Regions from separate parts of the Mus musculus genome. Here region 1 is linked to region 2. A link is a contact called in public HiChIP or PLAC-seq data. All regions are on one chromosome and are shown on one strand. The core of a region is the stretch at or near the end of the contact, and the rest is flanking DNA. Distances in the headings are between cores, read along the strand shown. Region 1 overlaps BC034090 (cDNA sequence BC034090). Region 2 has its middle 62 kb from the start of Gm51649.

Region 1 (3,538 bases), core at 255-2,754, 370 kb before region 2:
GGGATGGGGAGCAGGGGCTTGGACCTCGGTGGGGATGGAGCCAGATGGGAACTCTGGGGTGTGTAGGGGAAGCTTCAGTCCACAGCTGCTGGGGCCAGGCTTTGTGGGCATTTGACTCTTGTAAACTATGAGTAATCTACTGTTGTTTAGAAGAGTGACTACCGACAGTCACCTGCCTCTTCCACCTTCTCTCTTCTGTGCTTTGCACTGCCTTGTTCACTGTTGGTCATGCACCCTGTACAAGCTCAGACCTGTCCTGCGCACTGTGGGAAATTACTCAAGCAGGCTCCCTGCCCTTAAGGTTCTCTGTGGTCACACGTGTCTGTGGGGTGCAGTGACCAGCAGGGGGAGCACTACAGCAAGCTGCCGCTCTGATCCCTCCGTGGCCCTGGTTGTCCGACCTGCTAGTAGATTCTAATGGGCAAGGCTGCCAAAGCTCCTTGCCCTAGGGAGGAGGAGTCTCGCCGTGGGCAGATTCTGTGCCCGCTCTGATCCGCACTGCTGTGATCCCAGCGGACAGCAGTGAAGTTGCTGAGGCAAAGCCTCTCCCCCCTAGTTGTTCTGCCTCCACCCATCTCCCGCCCTCCACACCGAGCTCAGCTGTGCCTCCCTCTCCTGTGTGGGCTCCAGGCTGGTGTGAACCTAGCCACGTCCTGCAGACCTTCTGAGATGCAGTGACCTTTCTGGGAACCCTGAGTCTGCACTTCCTTGAGAACTTAGTGAGGATTCTCTTATTAGTGACAGGGCCCCTGGGTAACCGCTTCCTCTCTCTATCCTCATGTTTTCTTATCTAGACGGGGAGGGTTAAGATACAGCCTGTCTCGTGGGAACCACAGGGCAAGTCTATGAAGGGTTCAGTCACCCTTCATATCACCAAGTGCATACAATGGACCCAAGATGGAAGCTATAGTAAAAGCTGTGGCAATTTTAGATTGTTTCCCCAGTTCTCGACTGTGTCCCTTGACACGGAATGGGCATGACCTACCACAAGTAACTAACACTTAACAAATACTTATTAGGTGCCCAGCTGGGTGATGGGGTAACAGTAGTCCACAGTCCTCCATAGCACCCCCACTCTTATCCTCAAAGTTTCCAGTTTAGCAGATGCTCAAGGATGAGCCCCGCCTCCTTCACTGACTGCTTCCTGGGCTTCTACTGCTTCTGCTCCTACGGCTCCCACCTCTCCCCGGCATCTCCTGCTCCTCAGGTCAGGCTGGGAAATGGGCCTTTCCCCCGTGTGACCTGTGGGGACAGTCATGTAGCAGGGGCGGCTCTGTGGCTGTTGCAGGAACACTCCAGGACTCTCTCCAGTCAGTGGATATCGCCACTGTCAACTCTACAGCCATCACCCTCGCCCTTACCTCAGAGGAGCCTGAGCGCAGCCAGGAGTGGGGAGGAGGTTCACAGAGGACAGGATCCAGCTCTGGGGGCCATGTGCCCACTGGGTGAGTGGCAGGAGCAAGCCCTGACGACATAAGGCATGCTGGATGGGGACATACCACCTGGAGCATAGTGTCTCTTAACTTCCTCTTCCAGACCCAGAAGGCCCTAGACCACATCCTGGTGCCCTAAACCACCCTCCCTAATTCTGTGTGTGTGTGTGTGTGTGTGTGTGTGTGTGTGTGTGTGTGTGTGTGTGTGTTGTACATGTGTGCTCATAGGGAAAACCGGGTACACGTGTGTCTGGGGACACATGGCTGTACGTATCTAAGTATATATACAGGCCAGATGTTAACATTGGGGGAATCTTACTTAGTTGCCTCACACCGTGTGTTTGAACCCCCAACCCACATTGTCTCTGCCTCCTGGAACTGGGGTTACAGACGTGCTGCTCTGCGTGGCCTGGCTTGTAAGTGGGCACTGGGGATCTGAACTCAGGTCCTCAGGCTTCTATGCCACTTCTATGCACTTGACCTACTCCAGCCCCACCTTTGCTAATTCTCTTTATCTGACGGACTTCATTGAGGCACGGAGTAATATCCCCACCCTTGAGCCCCAGCTACTAATGATACAGCTGAGGGCCACAGCCCTCAAGGTGCTCCCAGGATGCAAACTGATCCCCTTCCTTGCACCAGCTGAGGCCTAGCCACCTGAGACCTTGCTGGAACCTCCTTGGACCAAGTTCAAAGCCTAGGCAAACCTGGTACTTGTAAGGGCTTTCCCAGCTCCAGACTGTATCCTGTGACTGCACACAGCACTCGGCCTCCTGACGGCCCAGACAGGTCTGGACGGTTGCCACAATGTGAGGACTGTCTGGCCAGTTCCTCCTGGACATCTCTCTCAAGTATCTAGCTGTTCCCTCAATAAAAACACCACGGTTGCTTTCCCCACACCCCCTTCCCAGCAGCTGTGGTGCTGTCCCCACAGCTTAGACCTCGATCTGCCTCCTCCTGCTTTCCCTCCCTTACCCACCGGCAGCCCTCGCCAGCCCCCAGCCCCTCTCTCTACCATCTGGTCTAAGCTGTCTCGCTTCTTAGCTGCACAAGGGAATATTTTTTTAGAACCCAATTAAATGGTATCATTGTCCTACTTAAAGCCCCACAGTAGCCTCTCCTCTCCTCTTCCCGGGGCTGACAGTGCTTGGCGTGGTGGGACTTCCCTGCCTGCCTGGCTTCACCGCACACCCCTTCCTGCTTCTCTCCCTACCTGGCTGCTGTCATTGAACTCATCACATTTGTTTCTGCTCAGACAGAGGTCCCAGCTGTTCTGTGCTCTAACAGTTCTCACTTCAGGCTTAAGGGCCTGACTCCTTCCTGTCATTGGCCCTTGGTATAAAGATTGTTTTCTGCCAAAGAGCTCTTCCCTGGAAACTATTTAAAATAAGTGCCTAGTCCCACCCTGCTTCACCCCACACATCACTGTTTGGCTTCTCTTCTTCTTGTGGCCTGTTGTTGATAAGTTTCTCTATTCCCTTAGCTGAGGGCGGACAGATAGGAGGCTTGTGAGACATCCCGCGGGAGCGGAGTGGATGGCTTCTACTTTCACGGGGTACCTGGCAGAGTCTGCGTGGCTCTCCTTGCTACAGCCTGATTCTTAGAACCTCCTTGAGGACATGGGCCCTGGTCCACTGGGGTCTGTGGAGCCCTACGATGCAGGATACATCCAGCTCATGCCCTCCCCTTTGCGTTTCAGAGCATCACTTGAGGCCAGTGCAGGGCACAGGTCACCCTCAAGCACCCATTCTGATGGGAACAAGAAAAGGAGGAGTAGCATTACCTCTGCCCTGGGGCTCAAAAAGCTTTTCTCAGCCCTGGGCCACACACCCCAGCCCAGACTTGGCCCATCCCGAAGCTACAGTGTGGAACAACTGCAGCCCTCAGCCCTGGCTCCACAGACCAGCACCCCCAAAGTGAAAAGAGCCCCATCGTTACAGACCCTGCATCTGGTGAGTCCCCAGGGCCCTGGCTATAGGGTGTGGTTCCAGTGGTGTGGTCTAATGGGATGAGAGTGGAAGGGGAGGCAAGTCCAAGTCACAGCAGTGGCGAGCCGCTAGCATCCTCACGACTGTCTCACAGTACTTGTGCTTACTGTGTGTGAG
Region 2 (4,124 bases), core at 758-3,257:
TTCTTTGCATCCTCAAGCTAGTTCCACAGTTCAGTCTTCCGATCCTCATACATCTTTAAGAGTTATTTTCCCAGGAACATCTTCCTTGGTCATCTTGTTTAAGATTTTAGCCCTGTCTTCACTCTTGCAAGCCCTTGTATTTGGATCTTTCTCCCACCATTTTGGAGAACGGCGTTCAACTTCCTGCCATTCATCAGAATGAAGCATCCTCCAGCCTTGTCCCATAGATGATTTATTTTAGCCTTGAATTCTCTTGGGACTGTTCTAGTTTTCTGTAATGCATGACTGCTCATGAATCTGGAAAGTCCCAAGTGTCTTCCCAACCAGAAAAGGTTCAAACCGAAACGGAAGAACGGAGAGATGACTGCCTGTCATCAGAGTTGTCTCTTCTGTCCTTTCATTCTCAGATTCAGCCTGACACTTATTTTTTTGCTTAAGAAACAATGTGCAGTTTGTATCTGCATGATAATGCAGACAGAATTCCTATTTAAGAGGATCCCACTCAGAGGACACCAGAGCCCCTCTGTCCACCTCTAACTTTAGGTTAAAGACCCACAGGTTTGAGGACAGACTTTTCTGTAAGAGCAACCCTAACTGCTTCCTCCTGCAATGGGGCTCCTGGTATCTAAACTTAATGATTCTTTCAGGTCTCTTGGGTAGCAGAGCTGGTGCCATCAAGCAGGCCCCAGCATGCTGGGTAGGGCAGCTTTTTTTTTTTTTTGAGTATTGTGCTGTTTGTCATGTTGAATTTGGTAAATATTTTCCTTTCCTAGTAATGAATGACAGCGACTCAGCTGAAGGCACAAAAGGCACTTTGCCTGGATGTTAATTATTGAGGCTGCACAAGGAGATCACAGCAGGATGGCTGGCCAGAGGCAGCTGCTTGCCTTATAGACAGGAGCACCGAAGCAACCTTCAGAGGATGCTGTCTAGGACCAGCTAAGCCACAGGATCTGAATGGACTCCACTGCCCTTACATATCAATGTCCCTGGAATCTGAAACAACACATAATGTTCTTTCCTCTTCTTTCTTTTAAATTTAATTTTATAATTGTGTGTATGTGTATGCACACATGCACACACATGCACTCACCATATGTGTGCACATGTATATGGGGTGGCAAGAGGTTAATGTTGGGTGCCTTCCTCTGTTACTCTCCACCTTCTCTGTGGAGACTCTGTCTTTTACTAAACCCAGGTTCACCAGTGGACTAGACTGGCTGGCCAGAAAACGCTGGAGATCTGCTTGTCTCCCCTTCCTGTCCCCCCAGGCTTGCAAACATGTACTACCACGCCTGGATTTTTAAAGTAGGGGTTGGGAATCCGAACTCAGGTCCTCCTTCTTGTGCAGGCTTTAATGGTGGCCTAGACAGTCTCCCTCTCAGTACCTCATCTTCCTGACATGAAGATCCCAAATGTCCAAGAGAGACATTTCAACTGAAGATCCTTGGCTGCCGAGCATGCCTTTGAGTGTGGCTGCAAGAGACTTCGAGGAAGGGGCTCCTTTCTGAGCAGAACCCTGCCTGGGAGTCCACCTTGGGGGCACAGATTTTTATTGTGGCAAAATTTAGTGGCACTCACAGGAGCCCGTTGCTCTCAGGCAAACCAGAGCCTGAATGAATGCTTTAATTATCCTGGCAGCTTCCCCTGAGACCTCATTCTTCATTTCAATTTTTTGGAAACTCATGTATGCGATTTTCTTCTTCCCTTGACCAGCCATCAGTCATTCTGAGAGCACTCCTCTGGAAATCCCATGAGGAATATAAATTATGGCTGCTGATGCAGGGAGCCTCCCTTGTGCTGGTTCTGGTTGTTCCTTGGGAATTTTCAGGGATTCCTGAGACAAAGAAGAGGGACAAAGGTGATCCCTGCTCTTCAGGGCTTATGGCCACTCTTCTTCCCTTTATGCTTCTTCTTCTGTCTTCCCTACCTTTGCAGCTTGGAGTGAAGTGGTCTGGGCATGTGTGGCTAACTTGTTTACAATGAAACCCCACAAGGTTAGCTATGTTAAAAGTGGAACTTCTTGAAACCGAATGGTTCCTTGGGTGGTTTAATTTGCATATGGGTTTCATTACCCTAACTGGGTTCAGGAAATTGGTATTTGTCCGTTGGTATTACTAAATATCTAGCAAGAAGAAACTTAAGGTAGGAGAAGCTGACTATAGCCATGGTTTGAGGGAATTTGGTGTAACATGGCAGGAAAAGTGTGATGGGTGGGGAAGGTCCCGTGGTGGGGAGGTCCACGGCAGCAGGTCTATGTGCAGCTACTTATACCTCTGCAGGAAGAGAACCTGACCTGCCTGCAAACTTCAAGGCCTCCATCATAATGATCAACTTCCCCAGGAAGACTTTCATAAACATTCCACAACCTCCAGCACCAATAGCTAGGATTGTGAAAACACAGGGCTTTTTTCCCCAGCCTTTGCTCTGAAATAATGACACAGAGACCTGGTTTATTTATTAAAAACCTTTTGCACTATAGCTGGGCAGGGTTCTCACCTATTCTAACCGGACCATGCTATGTATTACTCAGCCACGTGCCCCATTGCCTGCCATCTTTGTCTCTCTCTGGTTGCATCTGCTCCATCAATGAGAGTCCTCTCATGACTCTCTCTGACAACCCCAGCCCCCCATCTCTCTTGGTTAGAGAATCTCTCTCTGGGATCAAAAGTCCAGCCTCCTCCTCTCCTGTGCAGCTATTGGCTGATCAGCTCTTTATTAACCAATCAGAGGGGATGGGAAACAATTTTGATACATTAAGGCAGGAGATGCTTGACAATGCTAACCTCAGGATTGCAACCAGATCTCTGGACCCAGTAATGAGCATCTGAATACACAGTGCACAGAACCAAGCATTTGAATACACATTGTACACAACCATCCCAACAGGGACTAAGTGTTCAAATACAAGAAACATTTCACGTCCAAACTACCACACATGTCAGAGTAATTCCAAAACAGCTCTGCACTAGAGGCAGTTCCATGCAGACTGGCATTCTGTCTCAGTAGAACCAGGACTTGTGAGTAGGATCTAGATGTGTCCACAAGTTCCCACCCCATTTCCCTTCCCTTTCTCATCTACAATATATACAATTACAGGACTTATTGATCAATTGAGGAAGGATTTATGAAGTTGCCTAGCATTTACTAGGCCTGTATTATTTGGCTGAGTGTGCAGAATGAACAAGACATATATAGTCCCAGTCTTCTCTAGGTACAGTCGTGAAAGGAGAGGTGGAACGAGTGGGTCAGGAGTGAGTCCAGGAATCCACACCTGGAGCAGGCAGTGCTTGATGGTTGATGGGTGCTCCAGGGAGCACTGCTAACAAGTGCCAGATCACATTCCTATACTTTAACTGTGCTATCTTATTTTTCATACTTTAATCCTGTCATTCTCAGAGGATTTGACCAGCCAGAAGGATAGATGAGGAGTCTGGGGTGGCAGAGGCCCTGGCCCTTTTGGTTACACAAACTCTTTCTGTTTTTAATAAAAAAACCTTCTTACAAAGAGTTGAGGACAAGATTCTGTTGTCTAAGTAAATAGGCATGAGCATGGATGAGGAAGAGTGGGGACTTCCGCTGGCATTAACAACATCCTTTTCTGAGTCCAAGTGAATTCATTAGTAAATTAAGAATTATGAGGTTAAATAATTGTGAGAGACAAGATCAAATAGAGACGAAGACTATATTTCCTAGCTCTGTCAAAGAAATCTTAAGGTCTCCTACCTAGGCAGTCTTTCTAGAAATATTGAATTCCTCATTATTATTTCTGAAGTTAAACAAGAATAAATTTGAATAATTAATGCATTGGGTTCTCCCTTCACCGCCTCCTCTACCACTTGTTAGCATCTATATTATCTTAAGGTGCTAAGAGGAAAGAAATAGCAGAGAAGTGCAGCACAGTTTGTAGATGGCAGCTAAATTGCTCTCTTGGCTTGTGGGTGGAGGTGGTGATTTTGATTGAAGAGTAGAGAGCCCTTGACTGACTGTAAGCTCTTGGGAGACTATGCCACTGTCTCTCTGATCTGTCTCAAGACAGGACTCTGACAAACCCTATCAGGCAAAGCATCCTTTCTGATTGGGTGTGAGTGGGTCTCAGAGCTGACTGAAGGAGAAGAACAAAT

What was found. HiChIP or PLAC-seq counts read pairs in DNA pulled down with a chosen protein or histone mark.
Region 1: an H3K27ac HiChIP or PLAC-seq map of acute myeloid leukemia shows a contact between it and region 2, with 4 times the contacts expected there. The contact joins two enhancer-like sites. A contact is called at or near these places in 5 of 115 datasets of contacts at active chromatin or transcription factors (acute myeloid leukemia, differentiating embryonic stem cells, embryonic stem cells and 2 more).

What each region holds. Positions count from the first base shown.
Region 1 is chr1:155,221,182-155,224,719 of GRCm38.p6, reverse strand. BC034090 (cDNA sequence BC034090) reads left to right here. Exons shown (of 10, transcript NM_001370865.1): 6 at 1,289-1,445; 7 at 3,133-3,385. Among named protein-coding and RNA genes, the nearest start is that of Gm31102, 20 kb to the left of the region's middle. Within about 2 kb of position 1,504, at least 169 of the 459 cell types and tissues checked have an H3K27ac peak or open chromatin away from gene starts, as enhancers often do. A contact at or near this core is called in acute myeloid leukemia, where this site is marked.
Region 2 is chr1:154,847,289-154,851,412 of GRCm38.p6, reverse strand. It overlaps a transcript of Cacna1e not described here. Among named protein-coding and RNA genes, the nearest start is that of Gm51649, 62 kb to the right of the region's middle. Within about 2 kb of position 2,007, at least 32 of the 459 cell types and tissues checked have an H3K27ac peak or open chromatin away from gene starts, as enhancers often do. A contact at or near this core is called in acute myeloid leukemia, where this site is marked.